Regions from separate parts of the Mus musculus genome. Here regions 1, 3, 4, 5, 6 and 7 are each linked to region 2. A link is a contact called in public capture Hi-C and promoter capture Hi-C data. All regions are on one chromosome and are shown on one strand. Each heading gives the region's core, a stretch centred on a gene start, on an enhancer-like site or on the middle of the called end of the contact. The rest is flanking DNA. Distances are from core to core; before and after follow the strand shown.

Evidence for each region. Promoter capture Hi-C pulls out the DNA fragments that hold promoters and counts their contacts. Capture Hi-C pulls out chosen DNA fragments and counts their contacts.
Region 1: a contact with region 2 is called in a promoter capture Hi-C map of embryonic stem cells, with 2.4 times the contacts expected there. The contact joins the enhancer-like site here to the promoter of Nek2 in region 2. A contact is called at or near these places in 6 of 39 promoter capture datasets (the 3T3-L1 cell line, the C10 cell line, embryonic stem cells and 3 more), 7 of 484 Hi-C or Micro-C datasets (the G1E-ER4 cell line, the N1E-115 cell line, double positive thymocytes and 3 more), 2 of 115 datasets of contacts at active chromatin or transcription factors (large pre-B cells and stem cell-derived neural progenitor cells) and 2 of 9 other capture datasets (adipose tissue and liver).
Region 3: a promoter capture Hi-C map of hippocampal neurons shows a contact between it and region 2, with 2.5 times the contacts expected there. The contact joins the enhancer-like site here to the promoter of Nek2 in region 2. A contact is called at or near these places in 4 of 39 promoter capture datasets (the 3T3-L1 cell line, the HPC-7 cell line, hippocampal neurons and 1 more), 1 of 15 datasets of contacts at CTCF or cohesin (large pre-B cells) and 11 of 484 Hi-C or Micro-C datasets (B cells, the Ba/F3 cell line, the G1E-ER4 cell line and 6 more).
Region 4: a promoter capture Hi-C map of pre-B cells shows a contact between it and region 2, with 5 times the contacts expected there. The contact joins the enhancer-like site here to the promoter of Nek2 in region 2. A contact is called at or near these places in 3 of 39 promoter capture datasets (embryonic stem cells, hippocampal neurons and pre-B cells), 1 of 115 datasets of contacts at active chromatin or transcription factors (microglia) and 1 of 9 other capture datasets (liver).
Region 5: a capture Hi-C map of macrophages shows a contact between it and region 2, with 4 times the contacts expected there. The contact joins the promoter of Rps6kc1 here to the promoter of Nek2 in region 2. A contact is called at or near these places in 1 of 115 datasets of contacts at active chromatin or transcription factors (large pre-B cells) and 3 of 9 other capture datasets (adipose tissue, liver and macrophages).
Region 6: a contact with region 2 is called in a promoter capture Hi-C map of pre-B cells, with 10 times the contacts expected there. The contact joins the promoter of Angel2 here to the promoter of Nek2 in region 2. A contact is called at or near these places in 8 of 39 promoter capture datasets (the 3T3-L1 cell line, the C10 cell line, erythroid cells and 3 more), 12 of 484 Hi-C or Micro-C datasets (CD4 T cells, CD8 T cells, the G1E-ER4 cell line and 8 more), 6 of 115 datasets of contacts at active chromatin or transcription factors (bone marrow-derived macrophages, large pre-B cells, memory CD8 T cells and 3 more) and 3 of 9 other capture datasets (adipose tissue, liver and macrophages).
Region 7: a contact with region 2 is called in a capture Hi-C map of macrophages, with 7 times the contacts expected there. The contact joins the promoter of Vash2 here to the promoter of Nek2 in region 2. A contact is called at or near these places in 2 of 39 promoter capture datasets (embryonic stem cells and hippocampal neurons), 2 of 484 Hi-C or Micro-C datasets (both in embryonic stem cells), 3 of 115 datasets of contacts at active chromatin or transcription factors (embryonic limb bud, large pre-B cells and microglia) and 3 of 9 other capture datasets (adipose tissue, embryonic stem cells and macrophages).

Annotation. Positions count from the first base shown.
Region 1 is chr1:191,083,198-191,086,931 of GRCm38.p6, reverse strand. Nsl1 (NSL1, MIS12 kinetochore complex component) reads right to left here. Exons shown (of 6, transcript NM_198654.3): 6 at 2,374-3,734. Among named protein-coding and RNA genes, the nearest start is that of Batf3, 13 kb to the left of the region's middle. Within about 2 kb of position 1,796, at least 98 of the 459 cell types and tissues checked have an H3K27ac peak or open chromatin away from gene starts, as enhancers often do. A contact at or near this core is called in adipose tissue, embryonic stem cells, neutrophils and 1 more, where this site is marked.
Region 2 is chr1:191,819,885-191,823,497 of GRCm38.p6, reverse strand. Nek2 (NIMA (never in mitosis gene a)-related expressed kinase 2) reads right to left here and starts at 2,025. Exons shown (of 8, transcript NM_010892.3): 1 at 1,757-2,025; 2 at 1,134-1,351; 3 at 766-1,006. The coding sequence starts at 1,852.
Region 3 is chr1:192,581,514-192,585,200 of GRCm38.p6, reverse strand. All of the region lies in intron 10 of Hhat (hedgehog acyltransferase), which reads left to right. Among named protein-coding and RNA genes, the nearest start is that of Gm31011, 67 kb to the right of the region's middle. Within about 2 kb of position 2,125, at least 7 of the 459 cell types and tissues checked have an H3K27ac peak or open chromatin away from gene starts, as enhancers often do. A contact at or near this core is called in hippocampal neurons, where this site is marked.
Region 4 is chr1:192,751,712-192,755,197 of GRCm38.p6, reverse strand. The region is part of intron 2 of Hhat (hedgehog acyltransferase); the gene reads left to right. Among named protein-coding and RNA genes, the nearest start is that of Gm22265, 7.9 kb to the right of the region's middle. Within about 2 kb of position 1,912, at least 165 of the 459 cell types and tissues checked have an H3K27ac peak or open chromatin away from gene starts, as enhancers often do. A contact at or near this core is called in liver, microglia and pre-B cells, where this site is marked.
Region 5 is chr1:190,909,711-190,913,422 of GRCm38.p6, reverse strand. It overlaps Rps6kc1 (ribosomal protein S6 kinase polypeptide 1), which reads left to right and starts at 1,653. Exons shown (of 15, transcript NM_178775.4): 1 at 1,653-1,867. The coding sequence starts at 1,763.
Region 6 is chr1:190,927,109-190,930,402 of GRCm38.p6, reverse strand. It overlaps Angel2 (angel homolog 2), which reads right to left and starts at 1,898. Exons shown (of 9, transcript NM_021421.4): 1 at 1,645-1,898. The coding sequence starts at 1,703.
Region 7 is chr1:190,977,322-190,980,581 of GRCm38.p6, reverse strand. Vash2 (vasohibin 2) reads left to right here and starts at 1,584. Exons shown (of 8, transcript NM_144879.2): 1 at 1,584-1,876; 2 at 1,995-2,401. The coding sequence starts at 2,126.

The sequences.
Region 1 (3,734 bases), core at 547-3,046, 740 kb after region 2:
GACGGGCTGTATTTGTTTACAGATATCTTAATGGTCCACTGTAGTTTCCAGAAATAGACAAAGCCATTTCTTGCAAACAGTTGATTCCACAGAACTTGCCAAAGCCCAAGTTTCACTCTCATGTTCCCTCCAGTGGTCAAAGTGCACAGGGCTCTGGCTCCCCGTCTCCCCTAAAGGATCCTCAGCTACCACAGAAGTCACATGGCAGGAGCACACTGGACCGATGGGGGCATTCCCCACCCCACCCCCCAGGCCCATTGCTGCTGAGTCAGCGGGTATGTGAGGTGAGAGGAAGGCATATGTACAACTACTTCATTCAAACTGTGATTATAAAACTTTCCAACACGTGAAGAAGTTCAGCTACGATCAACAACTAACACCTTGTCACAATCAGTCTTACCTCCTTTTGGTTTTGTTTTTTGTTTCTTTGGGATTTTTTCTTTCTTCTTCTTTTTTTGGACAAGGTATTGCCAGGCATCCCAGGCTGGCCTCAAACTCTCAACCCTCCTGCCTCTGCCTCCCAAGTGCTGGGATCGTGGACATGTGCTATGAAGCCTGTCTCCTTAATCATCTACCTTTTTAAAAATCTTCCTGCTTGGTCATCACATCTACGCTTCTCCATTCTGTTACTATAAAAGCCTCACACAGTTGTTAGTGTGCTGGAGCAGTTCTTGGGCCATCCTGAGTCTGTGTTCCTGAGCTCTGCTCACATGTGGCCCCAGAATCGACTTTTATTCCCTTGGAGGGTTGAGAGGAGGTTCAGTTTTTGACGACTAGTCTGACTCTTCAGTTCCTGGCTAATTCCCCACCTCTTTGCCTCTCAATAGGACTGTCCAGATTCTTCATTGAATTCTGATAAAAATACTGTCTGTATAAGTGCTGTCCCCTAGGGAACCTATTTGCAAGCATGATTACACTTCCTTCCTTGGGTTCTGGGAGCCCCAGGCATGGCAGGGCATTCGCCAGCTTCTGGGGAAAGCCACGAGCATGTAGTCATCCTGGCAGGCTGGAGGAGCACAGGAGCCAGCGGGTTGTGGAGAGCAGCAGCAGGAGACTGAGCCGGGAAGTCAAACAGCCTGCTCCTGTACCAACCACACTCATCCCATCCCTGGATGAAGGCGGAGTCCCCACGGCCTAACGACCTTCTGAAGGTTCCTCCCACCACCTCTCAGCCTTTCACACTGGGACGGGCGGGCGGCCCACACAGACCACAGCCCTTGGTGCTGCTCTGGCCCTCTTTCTGCTTCTCTATGTTCCTCTTTTGAGACAAGCACCACCCACTCCATTGCCTTTCGAGTGAACCACTCGGTGGCTTGAATTCACCAAGAAGCCAACACAGCCTCTGCTTTAAAAACATTTCATGGCTGCCCATGGATGAAACATGCCTCTAATCCTAGTACTTGGGAGGCAAAAGAAGATGGATCTGGTCTACATAGTGAGTTATAGACCATCTCAAAAAATGAAAAAGTGTGTGTGTATGTAAGGGGGGGATGAAGGGGCCAGCACTCGTGACGCAGTGCACATGCAGAGGTCAGAGGACAGTTTGTGAGCATCTGTTGTCTCCTTCCAGCATGTGGGCCCAGGTGGCAGGCTTGGTGGCAGGTGCCCTCACATGCTGACCTATGGGATTTGCAGTCTTCTTGAGGCTCTCGACTCCTGGAACTTAGATTTGACCTTTTGTTTAAATTTTGCTGGCAGAGAATTTTTTTTTAAAGGTGTGTATGGGTCTTTTGACTGTATGTCCGTGAACCACATGTGTGCAGTACCCAAGAAAGCCAGAAGAGGGCATCAGATCCCCTGGACTGGAGTTCCGGAGAATTGTGAGCCACTGTGTGAGTGAGTGTTAGGGATCAAACCTGGGTTCCCCACCAATGGCTCTTAACTGCTGAGCTGTTTCTCAGGACCTCACAAAGAATTTTAAGAATTTTTTCCAATTCAGTCTTCCTTTTCCAAGAGAGAAAAATTTCAGTTTCTCACCTTCAGCTCCAACTGTCTTTTAAGCTTCAAAACTTTCATCTTGCCAATCCATGGCCTCAGAAGCTGCAACTCCCTTTGTGTCAATGGTGGCCCACTCCAAACGGCTGGTCTACACGGGGTGGTCTACACTGCTGTGCTTGGGGGCAAAGCTGGGCTTCCCAAGACTTCAAGCCTCATTTGTTCACTGCTTCACACGGACACACACACACACACACACACACACACACACACACACTTCAAGCACAAAGTAAATGTTAAATCACAGAGGTTCACACGGCCAACATTTCTTTTACATTCGCTTAATCTATCTATCCCTATTCCTTGTTTAAAGAGCAAATCCCAAGATATGTCACAACGCTATCAACACATATTCCTTAAAATACAGTAAAAATGCAATTACAATTAACATTTCCTTTTTATTTGTGGATTGTTTTATATAATAAGTTCATACATTGCAGTTTGTCTTATGAAGACTGACAGTGGGGTATGTGGACAAGTGGTAACTACAACCAAGACAAACAGCATTTCCCACACAGGCTGGGAGAGCTGTAATGGCCACACCACATTATGCTGCTGGTCTGCTCTCCCCTCGGCTTCTCCACCACAGCATCACTGCCTTGGGGCAGATGGTTAGCTGTGCCAGCCATCGGGACATCTATCACTAGATGATGACACACCGCTACCTCAACCCCCGCCACACACACCTTAAGTTATGATAGGAAAAAAACATCTTCACAATTACCACAGGCCTGCTGGGAAGAGAACCCCCATGAAGAACTCCTGTTGAATTGAGCCGGCCCCAAGGATGCTTGCAGTTCTCTGATCACCTAGCTTCTGCACTGAGGACGAACACCTCTCAGAGCTTACTACTAAGCGAGTGCTTTAAGTCACAGCCCATGTGTGGAAAGAGGCCTTTCACAATTTGACTTTATGGGTCCAGCCAGAGTCGCCTGGAGGATGCCCCAAGCCCACGCTCCCATCCTGCTGCACAGCTCTTGCTTCAGTGGAATCCCACCATGCTGCCTCCCAGTCTGCTCTCTAGCCTTGCCTCTTTGGGCACTTCCCAAGCAAAATCAGTCACAGCGCTTTAATGCCTGGAAAGGCACAGTGCGAGCAGTCACCTTCTGGAGTCGCACATTGGTTTCAGGGTGAGAGCTAGCTCACGCTGAAATGCAGAGCGCCACCCTGCTCTCCCACGAAAGCCAGCACCAAGAATGCCTTGTTAGGTGGAACAGGCACAGTGCCAAGATTCTGGTCTTTATACATTACTTTAAAGACCCAAACACTCCCCCATGCAATCATTAACTTAAGTAAAACAGAACCCGAGCTCCACAAAGCAGCGTGGCCATGAAGCTTCCCAGCTGAGAAAAGCAGAGAAACCAAGATGCTTGTGATCATCAGGACACAGTGAGCAAAGGCAACACAGATTCCCGAGTCATGATCAGTCAACTCCCCTGAAAATGGCCACAAGGGTGAGCACCCAAAAGGGAAATAGATGGCAAGTTCGGCGGCCCCGCCTATGACGCACCAGGTAAGAGACACAGGCACACTGCAAGAGGCTGTGTTGAAATCTCAGTGTAGGTTTGCTGACACGGCCTGAGTCTGACACTTACTCTGCTTAGATCTGTGGTAAATGACACGTCCATCAATCCTAATATGTACTTTGAACTAGAAGGATCTATTTGGAAATAAGGACTTTAAAAGAAGCCATCAGTTTCCAGTCAAATTATGTTCAAAGATTTATGGAAATTAGCCAG
Region 2 (3,613 bases), core at 776-3,275:
CCAAAGAGTCCAATGCTGTCTTCTGACCCCCTTGGGCATTTGGCACACAGGTGGCACACTTACATACATGTAGACCAAACACCCATACACATAAATAAGTCCTTAGTTCTCTTTTTCTTTTGAAAGCTCTAGTTGAATACAGAGAACTGTTTGCCAGGAAGTCTCTTTGAAAACAAATCTAGGAGGGGTCAGCGATTAAGCACCTGCTGCTCTTCCCGGGGGTCCTGAGTTCAAGTTCCAGCATCTGGTCAGACGGCTCACAGTTGCCTGGAACCCTGAGCGTGAGTGTGTGGGATAGGGTAAGTCCACTCCCTCTTCTGGTCTCACCATACACATAGCACTCACTCACAAGACACATATACTATATATACATAAATAATAAACATTTTTAAATACATAATACATATAAAAGACTTTGGGGTGTAACTCAAATGCCTGAGGGCCTAGGTTCAATCCCCAACATTAGGGGAACAAAGTCAAACTCAAACTTAAATTGTATTGTGAATTCTGAGCTACTGGATTTACTAGCAACCCAAGCCTCAGTTCTTTGCATCTGAATGCTTCACCTAAGATATTAAAAAGTTGAATTCTAGGCCAGGTGTGGTAGCTCACACCCTTATTCCCGGCATTTGGGAGGCAGAGGCAGGAGAATCACTTTGAGTTCAAGGACAGCCTGGTCTACAAAGTGAGTTCCAGGACAGTCAGGGCTACACAGAGAAATCCTGTCTCAGGGAAAAAAAAAAAGTTGAATTCTAAAATACTCACAGGAGACATGTAATAGGGTGTGCCAACAAACGTTTTTGCAAAACTCGTGTCGTGATTTAATATTCTAGCTAGTCCAAAGTCCCCCAGCTTGACATTGTGTTTGCTGTCCAGGAAGACATTGGCTGGCTTCAGGTCCCGGTGAAGCACAGTGTGGCCACCATCGCTCCTTCTGTGACACTCTTTCAGGGCCAGCGTCAACTGAGTCATCACTCGAAGGACAAACTCTTCCTCCAAGTACTGTCTGGAGAAAAAGCACATTTCACAACCCTGAATAAAAGCCATCTTCAATCTGGGGCAAGTCATTCAGAGCGTACAAACATGGAAGTTAATTATTATTAGATACGAACCGTGGGGCTCTTTCACCTTACCTATCCTTGGTCCCCTTTGAAATGACACTAGCCAGGTCCCCTCCCTCACAGTATTCCATTACGATGTACAGGGTTGTGTTGGTTCGGTCAATAATGCGATCATAGTAACTGACGATGTTTGGATGTTTCAGCTCCCGAAGCAAGTTCACTTCAGACACAAGCATCTGCTTCTCCACCTCCGTCATGGAGCCATAGTCAAGCTCTTTCCACACCAGGATCTGAAATACAACATTTCCAAGGTGTGAGACAAAGGGTGAAATTTCCAAAGTTGAAAAACAAAACACTAACAACTCAATGGGTGTGTCAGTGAGGGAGTCGAGACCGGGTTAATTTAGTGGGAAGACCCACCCGAAATGTGGGCGGTACCATCCCCAGCGCTTGAGTCCGGGACGGCGTGTGGCGCAGCGGCGAAGCAGGTCACGTGAGCTCGTCTTTCTGCTCGCCGCGGATTCGCGCCTCCACCGGTTCCCAGCCGCGGCTGCCCGCTCCACGAGCCCGTCCCTTCTTAGGAGGCTACAGCCCGGTCCTTCACGAGAGTTCAGGTGGCCGCCCTGCCCCTCCCCAGCGTGGGCGACGCTTGCTTCTCCCTAAGCCCGCCGTGGAAGGGCTGCCCGGCGCCTCACCTTGCCGTCGCTCTTCCTCCGAATCTTCTGACAGCGGCCGTAGGAGCCGGTGCCGATGCTGTGCAGCACCTCGTAGTCCTCCACCCGGGACGGCATGGCGAGCGGCCACCCTGGCAACCACACCACCGCGCCGCTCGGAGCCCAGGCTCGCCCGCTGCAGGCCAACCGCGCCGAAACCCGAGCCCCTCGTCTGCCTGCCTGAGTCGGCGAGCAACCGGCCACCGGGTCAACCGTCGCGGGCTTCGGCCTCGCATTCTATTGGTCCACAGCGAAGGTGCATCTCAACTCTGATTGGCTGAGAAAACACAACACTGCTAGGCATCCTGGGAAAATGCGTGTCGCTAGGCAACCGCGTCGGCGTTGGTGTCTGCGTCTAGCTGCTCTACGGAATACGAGCCGCGCCGAAAACCCCTGGGATTTGGGATCGCAAAGCCTGTTGGGGCCTCGGTAATTCCATTCCTTGGCTGAAGTCGCTATGGTAACGGATGTCCGAGGCTCTGGACTGGAGACACTGGCCTTTTGACCTTTCCACTTTGACCCCACCCTTTTCCGACTCCTCTGCACTCGGGTCCTGAACCTAAGCCCTTGTGTGTTGAGGATTTGATGACCCTGAGGGTGCGGTGAGTGCACCGAGCACTTTATAGTCCTCACACCTAGAGAGCCAGAATCCCTGTTCCAGCCCGGCTTGGTGGCGCGCTCAGGCAGATCTCTGTGAGCTTGAGGACATCCAGAGCTTTGTAGAGGGTCCCTGCCTTACCCCCACCCGCGAGAAAGACACCCCACGCCCAGAGAGAGAGAGAGACAGAGAGAGAGAAACTAGGCCCAACTGCCCAGAAGAGAACTAATTAAAAAATAATAAGAATAAAGGATATTCATAGTAATAACGCAGAGTTGACATGTGTTTTCTGAGCACAGTTAGCATAGTCTAGATCTCTGAACATTAAACTGAGAGACCTGTTGAACATAGAAACGTATCCAAAGCTTAGGGACTGAGTATGGAAGCATTCAGAACAGAGTCACCACACTGCCAAATTGTACTTCTAAGACATCTACCAAAAAAGTGTGTTAGGAAAAAAAAAAAAAAAAAGGTGTTCCCTAATAGCCAATCCGGGAGCTGCATGCAGTTTGCTGACTTGAGCTCACATAGCCAGTGACATGGCCCCGCTTTGACTTGGGGAAGGGGAGCTAAAGGCTTCCATCCAGAGCAGGTGGGGGGTAATGTGCATTACCAGAAAGCTAATAATCTGCTGCATAAATGGGTCATTGTTCTTAAAATATCTGTTCATGCTGTGATTGAAAAAGAACCCAATGTCCTATTAATAAGAATTAGAAGCCTCCTTATGTTAAAAATAAATGTATTTTGTGCGCTGAATTTAGTATAAGCTAATTGGAATTGCCAGCCAGGAGAACTTTTAAATTAGCATTCAAGGACATTGTCACACCTCAAAGGGGTAGGATTAATTTAGGTCTCAGAAATTATATAAGGAGCTACAAATGCCTGAGGTCATTTATATGGTGTGTGTGTGTCATATGTGATGTGTGTGGTATGTTTGTGTGTGTGTCGTATGTGATATGTGTGGTATGTTTGTGTGTGTGTGTCGTATGTAATGTGTGTAGTATGTTGTGTGTGTGTGTGCTGTGTGTGTTGTTTATGATGTGTAGAGTGTTGTATGTGATATGTGTAGCATGTTGTGTGTGTGGTGTGTTTGTGATATGTGGTGTATAGGCGTGTGGTGTGTATGTGATGGGTGTACTGATGCTTATGTTGAGTTTGTTGACCAGCCTGCTTCACACACAACCTTTCATCTTCTTTCTAGACAAAGAGCTCTTACTCTTCGCTCCAAACACAACACACTT
Region 3 (3,687 bases), core at 876-3,375, 760 kb before region 2:
TATCCACTGTTTTCTTTCTAGATACTTTGATGCACATTTTTTTTTCTGTTCTCAAATTTCATAGCACCTATAACTTCCTCGGTTTAGAGTTTCTCAGGTACAGTTTATCTGGGCGGGGGTGGGGGAGAGGGTGTTTGCTGGATAGTTTTATGTCATCTTGACACAAGCTAAAATTATCTGAAAGAGGGAACATTATTTAAGAAAATGCCTCCATAAGATAGGATCATAAACAGGCCAGTAGGGCATTTTCATAATTAGTGATTGATGGGGTAGGGCTCAGCCCATTGTGGGTGGTACCATTCTTGGGCTGGTGGTCCTGGGTTCTATAAGAAAGGAGGTTGAGCAAGCCATGGAGAGCAATCCTGTAAGCAGGCTCCCTCATAGCCTCTTTATCAGCCCCTGTCCCCAGGTTCCTGACCTGTTTGTTGAGTTCCTATCCCCATATCCTTCAGTGATGAATAGTAATATGAAAGCATAAGCTGGACAAACCCTTTCCTCCCCAACTTGCTTTTTGGTCATAGTGTTTTGTTGCAGGAATAGAGAGACCCTAAAGCAGGTGACCTTCATTGTGTGGGCTTGGAAGAGGAGGGCACCGTGCTCACTGCCCAGATCTTTTACAAGCTCCCTGTTTTCTTCTGTGGAGCATGTCCTGTCTGTGCCACCTCCTGTCCTGTGTATAAATGTTTTTCTTCTCTTGGGGAACTAATATTTGGGTATTTTGGCTATATGGACTCCTCATCTTCTGTCTTATAACACTGGCTTGACTTTTCTTACCTGCTTCCTTATCTAAGGCTCGGTACCCTTTTCAGATGTGTGCTATCAGTTACACAAGGTTTGTGAAGGAGCACAGATATCTAACCAGCAAATCGTAGAGGGTTTTTTTTCGTGAGGTCACTGATGGAACATTTCAGAATGCGTTACCTCTCCCCACTTTCAAATTTTTAAAGGTCAAGGTTTCTTAAGAGGCAGACCTTCCTCTAAGCTGCTGTTTTTGGTTGAACAGGATACTGTTGAAGCCATTCTTGCCATATCCTAGGCTATTTAGTAGTCCTGAGGGATTTCAGTGTAGCCTGGAGAGGGAGGCGCCATGACTGTGAGCAGCTGTAACTTGGGCATGATGGTCATCAGACTTCCAGCCTCTCCCCCATGGGTCTTGATTGTTTATGCTCAAGGGAGGTGGCCAGAGTATAGGGTCACTGAGTGGAAAGACTAGAATTCCCTTTCCCACCCCCTTTTCCTAGCTTATAATTCATGAACTTAAGCTCTGTAAAGAAACGCAGAATCAAGTCTGAGATGCCCTGTTCACCTTCTTCCCATGATGCAGCTGGTGTGCAGGTATTCATGGGTTATGGAGCCTGTAACAGTTGTGGACTTCTTTTACTTCTTAGTGATAAGCTTGGAAAATAATTCTTTGGGAATGCAGAGATGTGTGTTATTTCTGTATGTTCATACATGGTCAGTGTGGAATGGGTGTGTGGTCTCCATGGTCTGTATGGAGTAGGTATGTTGGCATGCAGGGTCTGTGTGGAGTGGGTGTGTTGGCATGCAGGGTCTGTGTGGAGTGGGTGTGTTGGCTTGCATGCTCTGTTTGGAATGGGTGTGTTGGCATGCAGGGTCTGTATGGAATGGGTGTGTTGGCATGCAAGGTCTGTGTGGAATGGGTGTGTTGGCATGCAGGGTCTGTATGGAATGGGTGTGTTGGCATGCAGGGTCTGTGTGGAGTGGGTGTGTTGGCATGCAGGGTCTGTGTGGGGTGGGCATGTGATCATGCATGGTCTGTGTGGAGTGGGTGTGTTGGCCTGCATGCTCTGTGTGGAATGGGTGTGTTGGCATGCAGGGTCTGTACAGAGTGGGTGTGTTGGCATGCAGGGTTTGTACGGAGTGGGTGTGTTGGCATGCAGGGTCTGTGTGGGGTGGGTGTGTTGGCATGCAGGGTCTGTGTGGAGTGGGTATGTTGTCAGTTGACCCTTCTCCTGAGAGAATCTCCTGTTGTTGAATTTAAGCTTCTCGTTTTTTTTTTTTTTTTTTTTTTCCTTTGCAGATGGAGCTTCAGAGAAGCTTCCAATTCAAGCTTCTCACACATATGTGTGAACATTTCTTTAGGGCAGATACCAAGAACAGAACAGAGCTGGGACTCACAAACTCTCTCTCGGTTATATCTGGCCCACTGTCTTGTCTGTTCTTGGATGGCCTGCAGCTAAAACTGTTCCACCAAGTGCCCCCCTGCCTCTGCCATAAAATATAGATATCCATGCTTAGATATTTATTTATATTAAGCCCTCTAATCTATTGCACTGACCTAGCTGATTATCTGTATTTTAAATTCCAGGGTTTTATAACATACTGTTTCCTGATAGCCAAGGATCTTATTCCTCTTCTGATTCTTTTCCAGAATTTATTTGACTGTTTGTTTACATATTGATACCCACCTCTCTCTCTCTCTCTCTCTCTCTCTCTCTCTCTCTCTCTGTGTGTGTGTGTGTGTGTGTGCATGTGTTCAAGTGCATGCACGCACACTACCATGCACATGTAAACATTGGAAGATAACTTCACATCCTTGCCTTTCAGCTTGAGACAGGCTCTATCTTGTTTAATGCTACATAGGCCAGGCTAGCTAACCCATGAGTGTTGCACAGTTCTCTAGCTCTGGCAGGGTACAGTGAGATCGCAGACATTTGGGTTGCTGTGTAGCTTCTATATGGCTTACAGGGATTTGAACCCTGGTTGTTAGACTTGCTGGCACGCACTTTGCCCATAGAGCCATCTCCCCTAGCGATATATGAACCTTACAGGTGACTTTGGAACTGACACTCCCTAGAACTCCTGGTAGGGTTTCTACCGCAAAGAATTGGGTCTTCTTTGAATTGCACCCCAGTCCCAGTCCTTTACATTGCCATATCTTGTTTGTGCCACTGAAACAAAATTTCTGAGTACAAGTAATTTATAAACAACAGAAATCTGGGCTCACATGTGGCTCGGTGGGTAAAGTACCTGCTGTATGAATATGAAGACCTGAGTTTAGAGCCTCAGATACCACACACAGCCGGATGAGCTCATGAGTATCTAATCTCAGAGCTCCCGTATCCAGATGTTAGGCAGAGGCAGGAGACTCCTCAGATGATCTGTGTGTTAAGTTGATGTCTTGCTGAAATCAATGTGTGAGTTTGTTTCTCTTTTTTTTTATTGGTTATTTTATTTGTTTACATTTCAAATGTTGTCCCCCTTCCTGGTTTCCCCTCTACAAGCCTCCTATCCCATGTCCCTCCCCCTGCCTCTATGAGGGTGCTCCACCCACCCACTCCTACCTCACTGCCCTAGCATCTCCCTACACTGGGGCATCAAGTCTCCACAGGACTAAGGGCTTTCCTTCCCATTGATGCTAGATAAGGCCTTCCTCTGCTACATATGCAGCTGGAGCCATGGGTCCCTCCATGTGTAGTACTCTTTGGTTGGTGGTTTAGTCCCTGGGAGCTCTGGGGAGTCTGGTTAGTTGATGTTGTTGTTCTTCCAATGGGGTTGCAATCTCCTTCAGCTCCTTTGGTCCTTCCCCTAGTCCCTGGGAGCTCTGGGGAGTCTGGTTAGTTGATATTGTTGTTCTTCCAAAGGGATTGAAATCTCCTTCATCTCCTTTGGTCCTTCCTTGAGGGTCACTGTGCTCAGTCTGATGATTGGCTGTGAGCATCCGAA
Region 4 (3,486 bases), core at 663-3,162, 930 kb before region 2:
CAGGTTTCAAAAAAATTATTGGCTGGTGCAAGGCCCCAGGGGTTAAAAGTTTTTGTTGCTCTATCATAAGACCCTGCTTTGGTTCCTAGCAACCGTATCTGGTGCCCTGCAACTGTCTGTAACTCCAGTTCCAGGGATCCAAAGACCTCTTCTGGCCTTCAAGGGCACCTGCATGCTCATGGTACACATAAACTCATGTAGTTACACACACACACACACACACACTCTAAAAAATATATATATATATTTTGTCTGTTTGAACCAGGGTCTTGTGCAGCCCTGAATGGCCCCAAACTTGCTATGTACGGCTTGGAGCTCCCCATCTTCCAGTTGTCACCTCCCTAGTGCTGGATGACAGATACGTTTCACCATGCCTAGTTTCTCTTTCTTTTTCTGGGGACTGAGCCCAGGGCTTGATATGGACTGAGCCAACCAAATGATACACAAATACCAAATGAGTACCAAGTGAGTATACCAAGTGAGACACACCTCCGTCTGGTTTTTGTGGTTTTGAGACAGGGTTCTTCTATATAGCCCAGGATGACCTTGAACTGCAGACCATCCTCATGAGTTCAGTGGCAAAATAAACAAATACATAAATAAATAATTCATTTTTAAAAAGCTGAAGGTTTGTAATCTTAGGTGGGGGTTAGGGGTGGGGGTGGTGTGAGGGACTGAGGTGGAGGGTGGAGGAGTCGGGTAGGTGGGTGGAGATATAGACAGGCAGATACCCAGGGATTGCTGGTCCACTAGTCTAACCTGTTTGACAAGTTCCAGTCCAGTGAGAGACCTTGTTTCAAAACATAAGGTGGACAGTGTCCCTGAGGGACATCAACCAAGGTTGTCCTCTGATCTCTACATACAAATATATACACTCTCGTGTACACACACACACACACACACACACACACACACACGCACACACGCACAAAGACATAAAAAAAAAACACTACCAATAATGAGTGTTGGGTTGTGTTCCCTTGCAGTACCTCATCAGACGAGAGATGATTTTCTCTTTTTGACCTGCTAATGATATTTTTATTTTAAGGGAATAAAGTTTTCAGGAGCAACCACAGTGACTTCTGCTGTGTACCTTCCCTGGCCATGGTATTTTATCAACCTCTTTTCTCTGAATTGAAAAGACAATCAGTTTCTGAGTGTGCCTGGTCAGACCTCGGTTTTATCCTTGGAGATTCCAACATGGCACCGAGACTCTTTCGTATACCATGGGCCCCTTCCTTTCTTGTAAACCATGTAACTGGTGCCTGAAGTCTCTGTCGCTTGCTTTCACTCTCTTGCAAGCTTGTGGCTACCCAAGTTCCCTTCGAAGCAAGATTCCTCGAAAAGTTCCCAAGTGTTTCTGGGCTATTAGCATATTTACCTTTGTCTTTTTAAGGCAGTGTGATGATAATATTTTTCAAGGTTCCTGAGCTTTTCGGATGTGTCGACCACACTCCAGAGTCAAATACTGCATGTACCTTATGTCCCTGTCTTAAGAAATTGTTCAGATTTATCCATTTAGCAGATTTATTTTCTTTCTCAAAGAACAAAGTTTGGCAGCTTTTCTGTTTTCTGTGATAATCACTTTCTAATGAAAGTAGCCATGTGGGATCCTGCTGACCCAATAGTCTGCAAGCATGCCTTTCTGCAGAAGTTGCCTGTTACTGACATTTGCATAAATGGACTTCTGCCTTCTGTAGATTTGAGGTTTCAGGTCACCTACTTCCCCTTCTTTAGCTGTCAGTGAACTGTTGCTAATGTCTTTGTAAACGAGTGCTAACACCCGGGGATCTAAAAACAGCTTTCCTGGTGCAGAGTTTCTGTCTGACTTGCCACCTCTCATTTCTTTGTTATTATGTAGCAGTTGTCTCCAGAGTAGGATACAGCTGTAGCGAACACGCTTGCCCCACGCTTTCACTTTCCCCTGTTAGCCCTGCAGGCACAGCCATTAATAATCTGGGTCTATGAGAGCATGACACAGCAGCGGTTGTAATAATGAGAGCTTGACACAGCAGCAGTTGTTAAGTGGGCCTTTTCCTTTACATGGTTCATGCAATGCATCAACCTCTCACAGGACAAGGGCTGGGTGAAAAGGCAAGTACTAACTGTTGCAATTGAGGATTTGTTTGCAAGTGGGTTGGTGACTTTAGAGAGCTTATTCTACCATGTGGGTGGGGGAGGCAAGGGATCCTGTCCTTGAACAGGTGGCCTTGCCTAGGGAGCTTGCTGAGGGTGAGAGGGGCCACTGAGGGGACTTTGGTGATAGGACTTGAGTGCCTCGCTCTGCAGGTTGCCAAGGATTGAATCTGTCTCCCAGTGTCCTTACATCAAAGCTTCCAGTGTGTCAGATGGCACTTGACCAAGTCCTTGTCACTCACAAAACTACTGAGTCACTGCCTTCCTCCAGGGATACCAGATCTCTTAGCCCAGCCCCTTTCAGGCTTGCTTTGTTATTGCCTTCTGTGTTGGTTATTGTCCTTACAGAACTTTTCACCAATCACAGCAACGTGGTGGTTGAGAAAACAGGCAATGATGTGGAGTGTCTTCCTCATTCCCTACCTGCTTTATTGCTTTGAGACAGGGTCTCTCACTGATTAGTCTAAGCTAGCTGCTCTGCAGCCTTGGAGATTCTCCAGTTTCCACCTCTCCGGGACTGGGTTTATAGATGTGTGCTGCTGTACTAGGCTTTTCCTGTTTGTCCTGGGGATCTGAACTCAAGACTCCATGAGCACATGAGACTTCATGGTACAGTGAGCACTCTACTAATGATGCCATCTCCCCATGCCCCTCTGCCCAGAACATGGCTCTATCAGCAATTGGCTTAAGTTCAGAGTTCAGGAGGCTTGGTCTGCTTGGGAGGTCTTCCTGACCTTGGTTATTTTGCATCCTATTTACAGATCTCATGTGTTTTTATTGAGTTATTTGTGACCCACATTCTCATTCTCTGAGAGAATTGGAGGAAGAAAGAAGAGGTTGAAGCCCTGGGTCTCAAAAGTCATGGAAAACCTATCCTACCATGTATGTCTCTGCTGTAGCATAGTCTGCTTATGAGGTTTTTTTTATAATAATAATAATAATAAATTTATTTGCCAGAATATGATGATACAGGTATGCCATTTTCTTTTTTTTTTTATTTATTAGGTATTTTCTTCATTTACATTTCCAATGCTATTCCAAAAGTCTCCCATACATCCCCCACTCCCCTACCCACCCACTCCCACTTCTTGGCCCTGGCGTTCCCCTGTACTGAGGCAGATAAAGTTTGCAAGACCAAGGGGCCTCTCTTTCCAATGATGGCCGACTAGGCCATCTTCTGATACATATGCAGCTAGAAACACGAGCTCTGGGGCGGGGGGGGGGGGGTACTGGTTAGTTCATATTGTTGTTCTACCTATAGGGTTGCAGACCCCTTTAGCTCCTTGGGTACTTTCTCTAGCTCCTCCATTGGGGGCCCTGTGATCCATCCAATAGCTGACTGTGAGCATC
Region 5 (3,712 bases), core at 404-2,903, 910 kb after region 2:
GTCTTTATAACTCCAATGCCTCATTAGTATAAAGTCTGACACATAGCAGGTAGTGAATTCAGGGTTAATGAATAAGTGATAGCTAGTTTTTTGACTGTATAGGCTTGAGCTAGAGAGATAACAGCAGTTAAGAACACCTGGTGCTCTTGCAGGGGACCTACCTGGATTTGGATCCCAGGACCCACATGAACCATCCTGGGGATCTGTGGTGATTTTTTTTTTTTGTGGGTACCAGGTATACATGTGGTCAACATACATGCAGGCAGGCAAAAGACCCATACACATAAGAGAAATAATAAGAAAAGCCTAAAGGCTCAGAAGAGGTTAATAGTCGAAGATCAAACATACAGGGTGGAGACATTATTAGAACAACGTTTTTCTTTCTGCCAAAGAGAGTGGAAATCAGCACATGAGTGGAGCAAGTAGTTTTCAAATGAGCAAGGGTGTCAGGCTGGGATGGAGATGTGAGCAGACAAAGGGTGCTAAAGTCACTCTTTTCCTTTGTAAAAGGATTTTTATTTTTATGTCTATGGGTGTTTTTCTGCTCTTAGGTATGTGTACTACTTGTGTGCTGGAGGAGGCCAGAAGAGGGCATCAGATCCCTCAGAACTGGAGTTACAGGCAGCTAAGAGCTGCCACTGGCATGCTGGGATTTGAACCTCACCCATTCCTCCGGAAGAGCAATCAGAGATCCTAACTAACTACTCAACCACATCTCTAATTCTTCTTACCATCTCTGTTTCTCCCTCTTTGTTTCTTCCCTTCCTTCCTTCCTTAATTGTGTGTTCTAGGGGTTAGAAGGCAGGGAGGAGAGGAAGCAAGAGACACAGAATTAACAACGACAGAACCTTGCAATGAATCTTTTGGGAATGAGAGCTCTGATCAAGAGAAAGTTAAAAAAAAATTGCCAGGTAGGGGATGCCAATCAATAGAAACTGGAGACTCTTTGTAGTGACTTTGAGAGTCTCCTTCTACAACCCCCACAACAGATGCACATTTAAGAGTCTAGGGACTGTTGAAAAAACAACAAACTTCTTTGTTGTTGTTGTTGTTGAGAGTCTTGTTATGTATAGCAGACTGCCCTGGATCCTGTGACTGAGCAAATTTTGTGTTTTGAGACAGGTTCTCCCCATGTAGCCCAGCTTAACTCTGAACTCACTACTTGACCCATGTTGGTCTCAAGCAATCTCCCTGAGAGAGTGGGAGGGATGCACTTCTATTCTACGTAGGGTGAGGGCTTGTCGTGCAGCTGTAGGTATGTCAAAGAGGGTTCATCTACGGGAAAATGGGGACGTGTCTGTCAGAGCGCTGCGATGTTGCTGTGGGCACCGCACAGAGTAAGTAGGGAAGGAAAGGAGATGCTTGGCTCGGGTACCGCTGCGTCCATCACCCAGGACTCTACAGGAGCACAGGGCGGGAGGCCCAACCCTCTCCCCAGCTCGCAAATTCTAGTAGACATCGAAGCTAGTGCACCAGGAGACTTAGTAGGGACGCCTCCGGTATCCATGGCGACTGAGCTAGGCGCTAGTAACCACAGCGGACGATACAGCTCGGAGAGGATCCAGAGCCGCACCTTCTTATCCCGAACGTCGACCGGGATGACCCGGAAGTCTGTGTGGTGATCCGGAAGCAGATCCAAGCGACAGCCCCCCAGGAGCCACCGCCCCCTCTTCGCGGTGCTCGTGCTTAGTGCTGCGTGGAGTCCGGCACAGCTGGGGCTGCCCGATGGTCCCCAGCTGGCGGAAGCACGGGCGGAGGGAGGATGACCTCTCCTTGGGGTCACAGTGCGGACCTGGCCCGCTTCTACACTGTCACCGAGCCCCAGCGACACCCCAGGGGCTACACTGTCTATAAGGTTACCGCACGGGTGAGTTTCTGGATAGGGACACTGGGCGGGGCACGGGCTCCGGGCTGCGGCTGGGTGCGGCGAGTGGTAGGTAGGTTGGTAGGGAGGGATGGAGACTCGGACAGGAGACCCTAGACAGTACACAGGAACTCCAGGCAGAGATGGGACTCTAGGTTCGAGATGTTGAGGACCCCAGGCAGGAGATGGGATCTCAGAATGGAGATGCTGGGGACCCTTGCCAGGAGACAGGACTCCAGGATGGAGATATTGGAGACCTCAGTCAGGAGAGAGGGACCCCAGGATGGAGATGATGGGAACTCTAAGCATGAGAATGGACTCCTGGTAGACTGGAGTGCAGGCTCCATAAGGGATGCTGGGCTCCACCAGCCATTCTGGGGTGGAACACTGGTGGATGTCTTTAAATGGATGACCTAGTCCTCTGTCCTATGTGGACTTTCTCTTGAAATGAAATTTGCAGAATTGGGCTGGTGCATTCCAGAGGGAAAACACACACTTAAAAATGTTAGTGGGTGTGTTGTGGGGCTTATGTAACGGAAGGGACGTTTCCTCTTCTCATTCAGTGGCTGGCTTGCCGTGAGGCAGGTAGAATCTTGGGAAGATTTCGCTGTTAAGACGCTCGTCTTGGATCTTTAGCCTTTGCTTCTGAGTTTTGATGAGTCTTTTCAGGAGACACATGTGTACTTAAGTGAGACTTGAGGGTGGTTGGTGTGGCACAATGGCTCAGCAGGTAAAGATGCTTGCTGTCAAGCCCGAAGAACTGTTTTCATTCCCTGGGACCTACATGGTGGAAGGAGAGAACTGACTCCTGCAAATTGTCCTCTGACCACTGAAGGTGTCGTCCCCCCAAATAAATAAATGGTAATTTTTTTTTACATAAATTCACTGTTCCAAATTTAGTACTGTTTTTCTTAAATTTTGTTGCCTCAGCTTAAGTTTTGAGAACTCGTTTTCCTGGGAAATGAGAACAATAACATGAAATAAGTGCTTATGTGCACTGCTGTGTGTATGCTGGGCATTTTGTACAACTTCATGATGAGGAAGCAGATTCAAGGAAGTTTAAAAGTTTGCTAAAGTTTCTGTTGCAGAGCAGTAGCAGCTTTGAGCTTCGGGACCAGTTCTGCTTAACCCACGATGAGGAAACTCAGTTGCTAGTGTTAAGTCTTGAAGAAGAGGGGTATTGACGGAGGGGCAATAATAATGTTAATAGTGCAGTGAATATTCAAAAAGCACTCAGGAATCTGCCCTGAGGAAGCTGAGAGAAGAGATTGGGGTAAACTGAGCTTGGGGCATGCAAGGGGCTGGCAGCATTTGGAGATGATGCAGAGTCAGACAGATGGGAGTGTGTCGCTGGGTTGAGCAAGTTTCTCAAGACAGCAAGAAGACCAAGTTCTTAAGAGTAGGGAGAAGTTTGCCTAGGTCAGTGTTGTGTACGTGGGGTGTGAGTAGCAGTTTTTTCAAAGAAATGTAAGGAAGTGAGGAGATTCTTGCTAGGCAATCTTGAGACCTCTTTGGTCATTTGCGATCTTTGGTTTCCTGATACACAACTTCTCGAACCAGAACTATTTAACAGACAAGGCGCCTGTCACACCCGCAAACTGAGACGGCGTTGCATCAGTCTGTGCCTGCTAGACAGAGAGCAGGTTCTCTCTAGCAATGGCCTTGGTTTCTTCATTTCAGCTAAGGCAGTGGCTGGTGCAGATCCCCCACATTGATAGAGGTTTTCTTTTTTCTTTCCCAAGATTTATTTATTTTTACTTTATATGTATGAGTGTTTTACCTGCGTGTAGGTATGTGTACTACATGTGTGCTTGGTGCAGGCAGAGGCCAGAAGAGGTAGTTGAATCC
Region 6 (3,294 bases), core at 649-3,148, 890 kb after region 2:
TTTCCATGGGTGCTGGGGATTCCAACCCAGGTCCTTGGCTTTGTACAGCAAGCCCTTAGCTACCTGAGCCATGGCTCCAGGTCCCCACACTTGTATTTAACAGACATGCTACTCTCAAGTTCTCACAAAGCACTGCCTCCTACTGCATTATCTGGCAAAGTGTTAGGGTTCTGAGGACTATACTTCTGGGGTTTGTGTCTCAACATCTACTATCACTAAGGTTTGCTTAAGTTGTATTAAGATTTTGTTATGCTGAATTTCTTTATTATGCTATTTTTCATTAGAAAAGATAACCTATATTGTGTACTTTAAACTTAAGTACTCTCAAACTATTCTCTAAATCAACCCTACTGTAAATCTTTAAGGTCACAACATGGGCACTATATCTTGCAATTGACCCCGAAAGTCATTCAAAGGGATTTCAGCACTTGGATCTTGTCTTGTTTTGTTTTTAAATTTAAAAATTTTGAGGTGGCCCATGAGTTTGATCCCAGCACTCAGGAGGCAGAGGTAGGCAGATCTGAGTTGAAGGCCAGCCTGGTCTACACAATGAATCCCAGGACAGCCAGAGATACAAAGAAAAACCCTCCTTCTCTAAAAAACAAACAAACAAAAAACCAAGACAAAAACCAAGTCCAAGACCATCAGCACAGGCTGGTGGTGTCTCTAATTCTCCTGCCTCCACCTCCCCAGTGCTATAACGGTTTACTTTCTGTCTTGAAATGTTTCTATACTGCAACCTGCACAGTGACGCTTATTCTTTGGATTGGCAGTTATTTATACCACATCTTTTTCTTGTAAGATAGTGAGCTTTTGAGGGTTCGAACCTCAGTATTCTCTGAAAGCCCAGTCTCCACCCAAGGGCCAAGCACACAGCTGGTACTCAGAAAATGCCATAGCACAGGAACCAGGAATGGAGTGGGCAGATCCCAACGGCTTATGTAACGACAGTGTGCTATTTCCCACGCGTGGTACGATATAGTTTCAAAGGTTATACAAACCACTGGAATCTTAATAACTAAGTCCTCAAAGTTTATAGGAGAAAAACATAATCCGTACATCCAATTTAAGATTCGGTGGATACTACTTGGGGTGACATTATTAGAGGCTGCATGTACTGTGGCGCTTTAAAATTTCAAGTGAGTTATTTTTTTACTTTTGGAGGCGGAGTGTCACGCTCGCTGCCTAATCCAGGCCAGCCTCAAATTCATGGTTATCCTCCCGCCTCGGCCTCCGGGGTGTGGAAAGTGCAGGCGTGAGCCATCACGCCAGGCTCTCAAAGAGTGGATTGAAAGAAAAATACCCAGGACGGAGCAAGAACTTGAGTGGCGGTGAAAGTTGGCCTCCGCGTGACCGACGCTGCCCAGCCACCCCGGGGCGCGCAGCCTCCCTCCGGGCGGGGCCCTGCGCGCGGGCGGCGGCGGCGAGCGTGGAGGCCGCGCGAGGCCCGCAGGATCCCGGAGGCCGCGGCCACCGCTGCTGCCCGCCCGCGCGTTACCTCTCCCCGGGCGCCGCCTGGCGCGTCCCCGCCGCGGACCCTCTTCCTCCGCCTTCCTCCCGCGCCCCGCCGCCCCGCCCCTCCCCTCCCCGCCCGCCCCTCCAGGTCCCTCCCTCTGTCCATCCCGCCGGCCGCTCGCCACTGACCGGCCTCGCCCCGCCACACAGCGGCCGTAGCCCCTCCTCACACAGCGCCACGTCTCCATCTTGGCTCTCTGTGAGCGCCCAACGCCCGGGCCCGCGGCTGCACCTCAGCTTCGGCCGCTCGCCGGGTCCTACCGGATCCCCATCACTCGGCTCCCGGCCGGCCGCTAGGCATGCTGGGAGGAGCGTCTCGCCGCAGGCCCGGTCACCATCTTGCCTTCTGGGGCAGTTCCTTTAAGCAGTGCGACTCCGGGCATGCGCAGAGCGTGCGCGGACAGCCATTTCCTGGTAGGGCGGAAGGCTAGCGCTTGACGGCTTTCTTAAGACATAGGAAGGAGCAGGAGCTGCGTGAGACCTAAAGTGTATTTACGTGGTTGCGTAGATCCAAAAGGTAGATTTCCACGTTGAGGAAATACTATTCTGTGGGTTCCCGTAGAACTTTATAATTGATTTTGTGCAAATCTCAGAGAACCCACTTGTACATTAATTAGTGCGTTGATGATCCGAGTCTGTCAGATCGAGCGTAGCTTTCTTGGAAAACATAAATGGAGAAGGGACAGCGAGAATAGCGAGGCAGAGGGCACTGGAAACCAGGGTCGCTGCTTGCTTAGTTTCTTTGGTAGAGCTGTGTAGCTGTGGGTAGTAATTTCTTGGGAAGTTTTGTTCTTTTCCTTGTGTTAATTTTGAGAGATACTTTATCCTTCGTGTATATCCTTCTCTTTATCTGCAGTTGTTATATTGTGTAAACATGTCAGGAATGCTGAATTAGCAAACTCTGAGGAAAGCTAGTCTCTGATTGCACACGCACACTCGTGAGTGTCCTTAGACAAAAGTCTTGTGCAGTCCAGGCATTCGTCAAACTTATCTCACATGCCTGTCTGAGCACTGTGGTCACCAGCAACGTACTGCCATACTTGGCTTCGGACCACATTTTCATCAACCAATATGAAGTCTTGTTTTATGCATGTTCCTTATTTAATTTATATTGTCACTTCATTAACGTTAAACTCTGTCCAACAGTCTTCTGATACATACCTAATTGAAGATAATTTAGTACACATATTTTCTCTATATTACATCATTAACTTTTGTCACCTCAGAATCTTGCAGCAGTATACTTGGGGGGCACTTTTAATAGAAAAATCAGTAAAACTGTGGGAAAGGGACACTAAGTAGTCGGTAGAAAGGTTAGTTTTTTACGGTCTGAAAACTCAAGAGGGCAGAGTGCCTTGTTTAACCTCAGGGACAAGCACACTAGGCAACTAAAATTTGCCTTTCTCCTTGTTGGAGAAAAACCAAAACACTGTGAGGATTGATTTGGACATTTTAGGTAGGTTTTAGGGAGTAGGCAGTTTACAAACGCAGTGTCCACAAATGGGGGCTGACTGCTTGAGGTTTATACTGTCCTATTTTCTAAGGGTGATCACAATGTTGTTGTTAGTTACATGTGGCCAGTAGTGTCCTATATGCCTTGTTCCATAATCACATTGTAAGTGACTTGTGAACAGTGTCCATGACTCCTGTTCAAATCTATTCAACCTAGTACTCTACTGACTACACAACATACGGCAAACAAAGATCATTGATAGGGTTATTAACTGGAGCAGACTTAAGGAAGACCTGTCAATCACCAGACTTTCTCCTCCAAGCACA
Region 7 (3,260 bases), core at 335-2,834, 840 kb after region 2:
TGAGATGGCTCAGTGGTTACTGGCTGGTCACCAAGCCCGAGGTCCTGAGTTTGACCCCTGGAACCTATGTGGTATAATGAGAGAATGGCCACCAGTACTTTGTCCTCTGATCTCGACACACACACACACACACACACACACACACACACACACTCCACACGTACACCTACATACTTACACACGCTCTCCAAATCCGTACACCTGCACACTTACACACGACAAATGCAAAATGTAAAAGGTTTAAAAATATTTATTTCTAATATTTTTAAATTACATGTCTTTGCATATATGTCAGAGTCAGCACAAACATGAGAGCGCAGGTGCCCAGGAGGCCCAACTTGTGTGATCCTCCTGAAGCTGAGAACGGGTGCTGAACCCAAAGTGCTGGTCTTCCTTAAAGACAGTGATCTTAACTCGCTGAACCCAATACTCCAGCCTCACGTATAAACACACACACACACACACACACACACACACACACACCACACCACACACACACCACACACCACACACACACACACACACACACACACACGGGCTGGGGGGGAGGGAGGGGGAGAGAGAGAGGGAAAGAGAGAGAGAGAGATAGAAGGAAGAAGAAGAAGAAGAAGAAGAAGAAGAAGAAGAAGAAGAAGAAGAAGAAGAAGAAGAAGAAGGGAAGGAAGGAAGGAAGGAAGGAAGGAAGAGGAGGAGGAGGAGGAGGAGGAGGAGGAGGAGGAGGAGGAGGAGGAGAAGACGACAAAGAGGAAGACGACGACAAAGAAGAGGAGGAGAAGCTGTGGGAAGGCCACTCCCTTGGCTTCAAGCATCCCTCTACAGTGACTACAGAACAGAAGGGGCTCGAATTGCCTCTCACAGCAGCTTGGGTTGAAGAACCTTGTTATCCACATCTACTAATAGAGGATTCAGGGCTGTACACACTTGTTAATCTGGGGAGAAACTTGTAATGGAGAATTTAAATAAGTATTAAAGTTGGCCTTTCCTAGAGCCACCCAGAGCCCTGTGTAGTCACTGTGCCCAGCTCCTCGACCAACACTGCTCCACCAGGCCCACTACTTCCTTATCTCATCTCCGGAGCTTAGCTGCTGCGCCTCTGCCCGAGGGAAACTGGATCTTAGTCCCTGGACAGTCGCTCCAGCTCCGCGGGGCTCCCAGGATACTGCAGCATCGGATTTCGCGTGGCAGCCCAGCTTCCCTAACTCGTATCCCCTCCCGCCCGGGAACCCTGGAACCAATCGCAGAGACGCAGAGCTCCGGGTTGTAGAGTCCCAAGCTCGGGACCCGCCCCTCTTTGTTGCGGTGTCCAATGGCCGCATTCGGAACATCGGCGGCTGCCCGGGTGACTCAGTTATATGTCACAGAATAACATTCGAGAATGGGACATGGAATGAGGCGACGACCGCCTCAACCCCAACAGCCTTCTGCAGCAATGAGGCCGGCCCGAGGTGGGTCCCCGGGCCCCGCGCGCGTCGTGGCGGCCCGCAGCTGCCACTCGCGGTGCCCGCGCGGGACCCGCGGGAAGGGGGCGGCGCTGCGCTTGCCCGGGAACCCCGGCTGGAGCCGCCCCTCTCGCGCCAGGGTTCGGGGGGCTTCCGGGAAGACGCCAGGCCTCCCTAACAAGCAGAGGCTGCTGCGGCTCCCTCGCGCCAACCCCGGGCGCTCACGTGCCCGCTCGCTGTGGGACCGTGGCAGTCCACCACATCTGGGGACCCAGGGATGCGTGAAGCTGGAGGGGACCCTCGAGTCTTCTTGCTACACAGCTGTCTTGCTTTTTCCTACCCCGTCCCCTCCTCACCCCGCGCTCCTTGCATGCCTCCCCATCCCCGAGTGCAGCTGGGTGTGAGGCTTCGTGGCGTCTTTCCAGCCGCCTTGCTAGGTAATCGGCGGGGCTGGAAGCTCGCGTTAGTCCTGAAGGGTGGGTCTGGGGCAGCGAGGCGGGAACCCCCATGCCTGTCTTATTGAGCTGCAGTGTCTGCTGTTTCCACTGCTTTCAGGCCCGGTCGGTGAGCGGGGTTCCCTTCGTGTGTCCTACGGCCGCGAGAGTTAAAGGCCACCCCAACCTCCCGCGGGGCCCTGATCCCCGGCGTGCCGGCGTCCTCCGCCCCCTTGCCGTGTGCCCCTCATCATGACCGGCTCTGCCGCCGACACTCACCGCTGCCCCCACCCCAAAATCACCAAAGGCACCCGATCCCGGAGCAGCCACGCGCGGCCCGTGAGCCTCGCCACCAGCGGGGGCTCCGAGGAGGAGGACAAAGACGGCGGGGTGCTGTTCCACGTGAACAAGAGCGGGTTCCCGATCGATAGCCACACCTGGGAGCGGATGTGGCTGCACGTTGCCAAGGTCCACCCCAGAGGGGGAGAGATGGTAGGCGCCATCAGAAACGCTGCCTTCCTGGCTAAGGTCAGTGGCTTCGCTGGAAAGGGTGGGATGGGATGGGCGGGTTGGCAGGGATGGGACCTGCTCAGCCCATCCTTGGCAGGGCAGGGAGAAGAGACCTCGTGTCCAGCTACTGAGTCCTGTTCTGCTGCCAAGAGGAGCAGGCAGGGGGCTTGCTGGCTAAGCTCTGAGGTTGGGCTGAGCCAAATCCATTATGTATTCAGCTCCTGTAATATCTTCATCAAAAGCTAATGTCACCAGGTCAACACCAACCACTCCAAGAAAGCATAGAACCCCAGGGTCCACCCTATCTGCCCTCCGTGAGTGTTTTACCTCCCCCCCCACCCCCAGGTCTCCCTAGCAAATGACTTATGGAGTGAATTTGTAATCAATCAGCCAGACTTCTCAGTGTGAATCATTCCTAGAGTTTTTGCTAACCATCTTCATCTTCATCATCACACTCTTCCTATCCTTTTATGACAGTGATTTTTGATTTTTACCTCTGAAGCTTACAGAGAACAGTGACCTGTCCCTTACCAGCTTAATCTGGCGCCAATGAAGCATTTGGCTGTGGCTTAAAGGGACTTTCCAGGACACTGGATGAATTAGTCTCTGGAGTAAAGGGAGACACCAAGTGACCCTCTCTTTTTTACTCGGGAGAGCAGCCAGGGAGCAACTGAGCTCAGTGGCCAAGGATATGGTTACAGAGAGACATGTTCTCTGGTGGGAGTGTCGTGTTATATAAAATGAAAACCTGGAGTGTGGCCATGGAGGTGGCTTCCCTGGACCCCAGGGATCCCGTTTGCTGAGCAGGACTCCTGAGAGGTGCAGGAATCACATATCCCAGAGACATGGCAGCAGTCAGTCCCGGTCCTGGCTGGCG